Regions from separate parts of the Hordeum vulgare genome. Here region 2 is linked to region 1. A link is a contact called in public Hi-C data. All regions are on one chromosome and are shown on one strand. Each heading gives the region's core, a stretch centred on a gene start, on an enhancer-like site or on the middle of the called end of the contact. The rest is flanking DNA. Distances are from core to core; before and after follow the strand shown.

What was found. A called contact is a pair of places that touch in the nucleus more often than the background predicts.
Region 2: a contact with region 1 is called in a Hi-C map of seedling, with 4 times the contacts expected there. The contact joins the promoter of LOC123407604 here to the promoter of LOC123412579 in region 1. A contact is called at or near these places in 2 of 6 Hi-C or Micro-C datasets (leaf and seedling) and 1 of 1 datasets of contacts at active chromatin or transcription factors (embryo).

The regions. Positions count from the first base shown.
Region 1 is chr7H:434,577,939-434,581,662 of MorexV3_pseudomolecules_assembly, reverse strand. LOC123412579 reads left to right here and starts at 2,007. Exons shown (of 12, transcript XR_006613537.1): 1 at 2,007-2,136.
Region 2 is chr7H:435,060,969-435,064,654 of MorexV3_pseudomolecules_assembly, reverse strand. LOC123407604 (putative methylesterase 14, chloroplastic) reads right to left here and starts at 2,014. Exons shown (of 5, transcript XM_045100767.1): 1 at 941-2,014. The coding sequence starts at 1,249.

The DNA of each region.
Region 1 (3,724 bases), core at 758-3,257:
TAGCGCGGAAGAACGTTGCTCCGCAAACTAGAAGCGCCTCGACGTCAAGAGGCGCCTCCCGAAGCCATGCCGAATCGTTGGCGACGAAGATGAGTGTGCCGAAAACGATCTCGTGACCCAGACACAAATCGCCGCCGAAAGACATGGTGAAGGAGAAAAAACGCAAACTTGTCGGAAGTCGCCTAGACGCCTGCCCCACGATGGAGGTAACATCCCTACGTCTCAGTGCTCTGGAGCTTTTGTGTCGAGTGGAATACAGGTGTTACAGAATGCGAACCCTTGTGCCAGAGGGGAGGGGTGGCTTATATAGAGTGCGCTGCCCCTCGTAAGTGTCCAGCCTTCAAGGGTGTAATAAGTGAGATTGAATGCATACGTTACAGGTAAAGTATGCCATAAATGACATTAACTACAGTAGTCTAACGTCTGACCGTTAGCCTCGCTGGAGTGGCTTTTGGCCTTCTAAGTCGACTGGTTTCTGGTCTTCACCGAGTGGAATCCAGTCGTCGAGTATAAGATGATCTCCGAGTGCTTTTCTACCGGTCCAGTCGGTAGGTATCTTGTGACCTTTAAGCTAATAATGAGGTGCCCTTGGGTAGAACTTATAGGTCAGTTATATGATCCTACCCTGGGGCTATAACCCCATCACCACGAACGCGAGAAGTTTAAACCATACCAAATGGAGAGCAAGCATTGATGGGTCTCTCTCGTCAAGCGTTGGAGGGTGATACAATAAGAATGCAACAAGTTTTGTTCCACGCTTGAGAGCATCGAGGCCCGTCCCGTGAGCGGCATCATCATGAAAGACATGGTATGCCGACATGCTTGCTTATATTGATTGTCCCATATCTTGCCTACTTTGATATGTTGACATGGTTGCTCATTTGTAGGTCTTTCAAGCTTTGAAAGCATTAAAGGTCCATTATGAGGGCAAGACTTTCAACCTCATTCATTGTTGAATGATCATCAATGAAGAAGAAAAGTTAAAAGCACAATACGCCACCATCAAGGCGCGTGGAGGGAAGGAAGCCGCTGGAGAGCATGGTGAGGCGGAGAAACCACGACAACGTGGGAAGACCAACTCAAAAAAAAGGGACAATCGCGAGGCGGCATCCCTTGCCTTGCAAGCTACTTTGCAAGGCATGATCGCCAACAAAGACTAAGTAAGAAGAAGCGCCGACAAGACAAGGAGGAGCAAATTAGGGTATTCATGAAGATACAAAACAAGAAGCTCGCGTTATAGGCGGAGAAGCAAGCCAAGATGCGAGACCGAGGCCACCAAAGCAACCACCAAAGCAAGAAATTCCGGCTAGCTTGCATGATGAAGGGGGTCGAGATCATGAAGATGGACTTGAGCACGGTCTCTCGAAGGAAGCGGTCTTGGTTCGAGAAGATGCAGGCCGACATATTCAGCCTCGAAGACGACTGATCCATGCCGCGGTGTGCGGGCATGACCACGCCCGAGATGACACGGCTGAGCTATATTCTCATTTTGTGTGCTGGCATGTGTGCGGCCCGCCGACAAAGTACGTCCAGCTTAAGAACTGCGTATTTTTTTGTAGACTCGCATATGTATGTTGATCGCTGACATATAACCGACGCGAGCTTTTGACACTAGCATGCTAACTGACATGTCCTGTGACGACGTGCCGTTTTAGTGTTAGAAACTGTTTATACAGACGAAAATTCGTTGACGCACGATCAACCTATTCGTAAAGAAGGACGGGCGAGTCATTCAAACGGATAAAATACGGACGAACCCCGCGTCCGTTTGGTTCAGGGGGTTGGAGTTGCTGCGTAGAGCCAGAAGCGACGCTAGGGTAGCAGGAAGCCTCACGCTAGGAAGCTGATGAAATCTGTGGAGTTTGGAGAGGTTCATAACACGCCATGCCACCCTGCTCCGACCTGCCGCCCCTCCCCGCGGGCCGCCGCCGCCGCCGCCACCGCCACCGCCTCCCCATCAGCGCCCGCGCTCCCGCTCCCCTCCCTCCCCGCCTCCTCCCCGCTCCACCGATGGTTCTCCCTCCCCGCCTCCTCCCCGCTCCACCGATGGTTCTCCCTCCCCGCCTCCTCCCCACTCCACCGATGGTTGCCTCCCTGCGACCGGCTGCTCCGTTCGCTCGTTCCCAGCCCGATCCTGTAAGTTTCCTTGCAAGTTGCAACGCGTGCTTGTGGAATGGTGTTGTACACTCCGACTGGGCTCTGGATCTGCTCGTTGCCGCTCGATCTTGCCGACCTCCCTAGAATTTGCTGTGTTCGCAGCTTCCCTCGTAGCTGCTGTGACCGTCTTGGGCTGTTCCCCACTTTAGATGTAACTTCAGCTGGTGCTCGTGGTGGTTTAGACCTACGGCCCTTTAGGGGAAGGGTTCCTGGCATCCTGCGGCTCGCCGATCTGCTGTGTGTAACTGTGTATGTATGTGTGTCTTGCTGGGTTTAATTCCTGTCTCTAATGCAAGGCGATCCAGCCGTTTGTCCTATGATCTTCAGTGGGTTCATTTGCACTAGATTCTGGAGTGATTCAGTCCATTTGCTTGTGTGAAATGCTGCCTGTAAGGGATTGCATGTCGGCTTTTGCCATGGGGAGTTAATCTTATTGTTTTTTCGTTTTCTGAGTGGTGAGGAATAGGGGGGGAGGTCTAGGGATGGAAGAGGTAAGAGGAAGCAGTGAAAGAGAGGGAAGTCAGATGGAGAAGGCAACCCAGGGAAGGGAGGAGGGGAGAGTTAGTGGCTTTGGAGGAGGCGAGAGCTATAGGGTTGTGGTCTAGGCTGAGGAGGGGAAAGTTCAGGATGAAGGTGGCGGGGCGGGAAGCTGTTGGTTTGTACGTGAAACCCTGTCATGACCGTTATTTGCCTATCGACACGCGGGGAGAGTTAGGTGTTCCATCAAGAGCAGGTTGCAGTTTGTTTGTGCGTGACACGCGGGCCATGTTTGTTTGTCCGTCTATCTGGCGGCAGGAAAGGATTGTTGAAACTGTTCATTGATTATGGCACTTTTGTTTGTTGTACTCAAAAGATTTGGCGCGAAAAGGATAATATGGTACACGCGTCAAAAACACAATTATGGCATTTTTTTTAGCATAAATGAAACTAAATTACTATTTCTGGCAGTTTGGCATACTAACCTCACCCACCCTCATAAATGCTTGAGTAGGCTAGAGCTTTACATATTACCACCCCAAACATCATTTTTGTGTGTGCACAGTGAAGTTTTTTTGCCAATTAGGGGAAGGAATTATGGCGTGTGCAACATATAAAAGAAACCCAGAACTTTTTGTTTGTTTGTAGTTTTCCAGATTTTTTTCTTTTTTAGAAGGTGTGGGAGCTAGAGTGATACAACAGCATGTCTAAGGATAGAAGTGGCAAGAGAGAAGGGAAGGAGTCATGGGGAGGGGATCAGGGGAACAAGATGAAGAAGGTGTTGTTGGAAACAGAGGAGGACGGGAAGGTTGGTGCATTTGGAGAAGGCAAGGATAAGTTGGTCAGGTCCAGGGTGGGGATGGCAGGGGTTAAGCGGTTGGTTTGTACTCCCTCCGTCCTAAAATAAGTGTCTCAAGCTTAGTACAACTTTATACTAGAGTTAATACAAAGTTGACACTTATTTTGGGACGGAGGGAGTATCTAATAAGCCACCATAAACGTTATGTGCGGACCCGACAGGCGGACAGATGCGATGGCCTATGAAAGCAGAAAGTTGTTTATTTGTTCTCGACATGAGGTCATATTCATT
Region 2 (3,686 bases), core at 765-3,264, 480 kb before region 1:
GTAACTTGTAGGGTTTCACCTATCTTATGTATGAATCAACAACAGTTGTGCTAAAGATGCATTTTCAACATATAGTAATATGAATAATAATCTATATAATTCAAATTTCCAAAATATGGGTTCGAGATTCTAGAAGCTTAGAGTAAGCTCAAACTATTAACAGGTCATAAAATTAATCATTAAGAAAAAAAAACGATGTGAACAGCAAAGCATGTCGCCATTGGTAGATTTACATCAACAAATCTTAGTACTAACAAGATGAGCAGGACCAAGGAAGTGTAGAAACCCATCATCCTATCCCAGTGACACTTCAGAACCTCCGATATTCAACTACAGGTTAATATGAACTTACTGCTGATTGCAATTCAAAATCAACCCCAACAAGGAAGCCATGAAGAAACTGACTAGAAACATGCAGGTGCTTCCTTACAGAAAAAGAATGTGTCCTTCAACAAACATACAAGTACATCCATATCACTGAATTATCTCCCATATACAAGCAATCCAAAAAGAACCAATTTACTAGTGAAACCTAGAGCAACCAGACATTTAGCTATGTAGCAAACCAGGCAACTGACAATGCTGTGGTACCACTCTGATAATGACAGAATTTTGCCGACCAAACAACTTAAACAACAAAGCATACAACAACAGTATGATAAGGCCAAATCATTTAGGGCCAGATGGCCAACTGGTCCCGCAAGGACTCTTGCAGTTGAAAAGTTTGGCACTAGACATTACCAAGTACAGTTTGCAACTGGACCAACCTCTGTACAAAGAAATTCAGAACTTTCTTTGACAATGAACTTGTTAATTACTACTGTAAAGTATAACATTGTAGACAGTATATTTTTCTAGGCAAGAACAAGACGCAAGGATGCTACAACCTACAAGGGAGGGAGCATGAAGCAGAAAGAGAGAAAGGCGGGGGAGGGCTTACAGCCTTGGTGGCATTGGTGACGGAGTCCGGGAGGTTGCCGTGGCGTCGGGAGCTGGTGGAGCCGGGGCCGATTCGTCGGGACATGGAGCCGGCGCCGGCGTCGATGCGGCGCGACATGGAGCCGCCGGCGTCGAGGTGCTGGTGGATGGCCATGGCGAGCGCCTGGCGGTGCAGGAGCTCCTCCTCAGCCGGCGTGAGCTTGGCCGCGCCGCCGCGCGGCGGGCGGGCGCTCCCCATCCGCTTGCTGCGCGACACCGCGGCCGCGCCCCGGTGCTCCTTGCGCGGCATGCACGCGAACGCGTTGCCCATCGGAGAGGATAGCTTGTGGCGGAAAAAGGAGGGCGTCTATGTCTCAAGAAGAAATCGGCAGAGACGAGCAAGAAAACAAAAGGCCGATTTCTGCTCCAAGAAGGGTGGGAGTTTGGCTCGCACGGGAAGAGGAAGAACTCAACAGGAACAAGAAAACTCGTACTGGAAGAAACTAAGCTTAAAAAAGAATGGCGGACGAGAAGAAAGATTTTTCTCCAAGCGGGAGGAAGAACGGCGCCCTGCCCTGCTCTCTCCGGCGAGAAGCACGGCTGGTTGGTTGGTTGGGTTGGCAAAAGCGATGCGAGGAGGAAGAGGAAGCACGGAGCAGATCTGAAAGAAGAAGAAGAAGGGAAGAGGCGGAATTTATGAGTGGTCCTGACACCTAACTCGTCTCTCCCCCACACGAATCTCGCCAAAAAGGATTTATTCCCCCCCTCTCTCTCTCCTCTCCTGTATCTTTTGGATCTTCTCCCGCACAGATAATTTGGAATGGAACAAACGAAAGAAAGAGAGAAAGATTAGAGATTTGGAAGCAACAGCGAAGAGAGACAAAGGGAGGAGAAGCTTTAGGCGGCGGTTTCCTGGGAATTGTGTCTCTTGTTGTGCTCCCTCTCCCTTTGCCTTTGCTGGTGTGGTGGAGTCTCCTCCCACTCCCTCTCCCCCTCTCTTGCAGAGAGAGAGAGAGAGAAGAGAGGAAAAAGAAGTCGAGGAAGGAGACCTCTTTTTTGTTATTTTCTTCACTGCTAATCCACTGGGTGTCTTAATTGTCTGGCTTTTGACCCACCACCCTGTCCTTCTCCTATTATTCTTCTTCATTCATAATCAAACCATACATATAAAGATAAAATTTCAGCCAGCTTCTTTCCCTTAATTATCAATGTTACTATGGTTTTTGTTCCATTTCTGGGGATATCCTGGTCTGCCTTTCTCGGATCCAAAGCGAGGCCCTGCCTCACGCTTTCAGGAAATAGGTTCATGCCTGACTTTTGAGTCCCTTTTTTGACCCTCATGATCCACTGTGCTTTTGAGCTACCACAGTAAGCATTACTTTGTGTGGATTGCGAAAAATGGTGGGCGCCTGATGAACGGATGCGGAAGCACTGTTGGAGTAAATCCGTCGGCTCATGTCCTTTGCGTCGCCAGTGCAACGGTCGTACTGTTTCACTGTGAGAGACACTGTGGAGTACGGTAGGGCGGGACATGCGAGCGAGCGAGCGAGCGTGTGGTTTTTGATGAGCGGAAGGCGTTTTCCCTGCTGGAGGCCGGTGTGATTTTTGATGTGGATGCATTGGGGTCGGCTTGTTATGTTATTAGTATTTCATTTGCTTCCGTCAGCGGTACGTACTGTGCGTGCTTATACATAACTAATGAGAAAGCAACACGAGTGTACTACTCACCGTCGCTGCTGACGGCGATACCTTAGCTTAAACAGGCCGGCGCATTAACACCACACTTGAATTACGGGACAAGGGCATGCCGCTTGGTTGCAACGGCACGTCATCTCACTCGCTCTCCTTGTAGTATCCGCTCCATGGATCCCTGGGTACAACGTGTGGGACATTTTTTTTTTATCTTTTGTCTTAACAAATTGCAGAATTGATCTTACTTTAAAAAAAAGTTTTAATATAACCTCTTTTGATGACCCCAACATCCCTGACGCATGGTTTACATGGAAGACGTCAAGGTCCCTTACGTCTGATACGGACTCGCATGACCGATTGACCCGTTAAGTTTGTGCGTGGCTTGGTATCAGACGCGAGGGATCCCGGCGTCTGGTCCGACGCCAAGGACCCTGACGTCTGGATGACGTGGCACATATTACCAAAAGTATATTTGTGTGATCTGCTGAAACCAAACGCCAAAGTCTCTGACGTTTGGTATTAGATGTGAGGGTCCTTAGCATCTCGTTCACGACCAGACGCCAGGGTTCCGTACCAAAAGGATTGATTTCTCTTCTCAATGGGTTAGCCGGTCATGCAGGTCCGTACCAGACGTCACGGAACTTGGCGTCTCTCATACAAACGAGACGTCACAGATGTTGGCGTCACCAAAGGAGGTCAGATTTTTTTTAAAGTAAGGTCAATTTCAGAATTTGTTAGGACAAAAGGTCAAAACAAAAAAATTTATCCCAACACGTGACAAAAGAAACCTCAACTCAGCTATTAGGGCATGTACAAAGGTAAAGACACCTGTCTATCTATAGTCATTGTTCACGTCCCATACACCGCATACAACAAGTTGTCTGTTTTGGTGTATGTAAAAAGTTAGAAACCAATGTCCGCCTGAAAAATCTCAACGAGCATCGTGCGATCACTACAGTCTTCCACACGACATTCGATACAACGATAAAATAAGCGTCGTTAGCCACTGATTTTCACGGGATTCGACGGTCTATAGAATTATAGACGACCTCTTCCTCTCTCTTCTTTATCTTTCA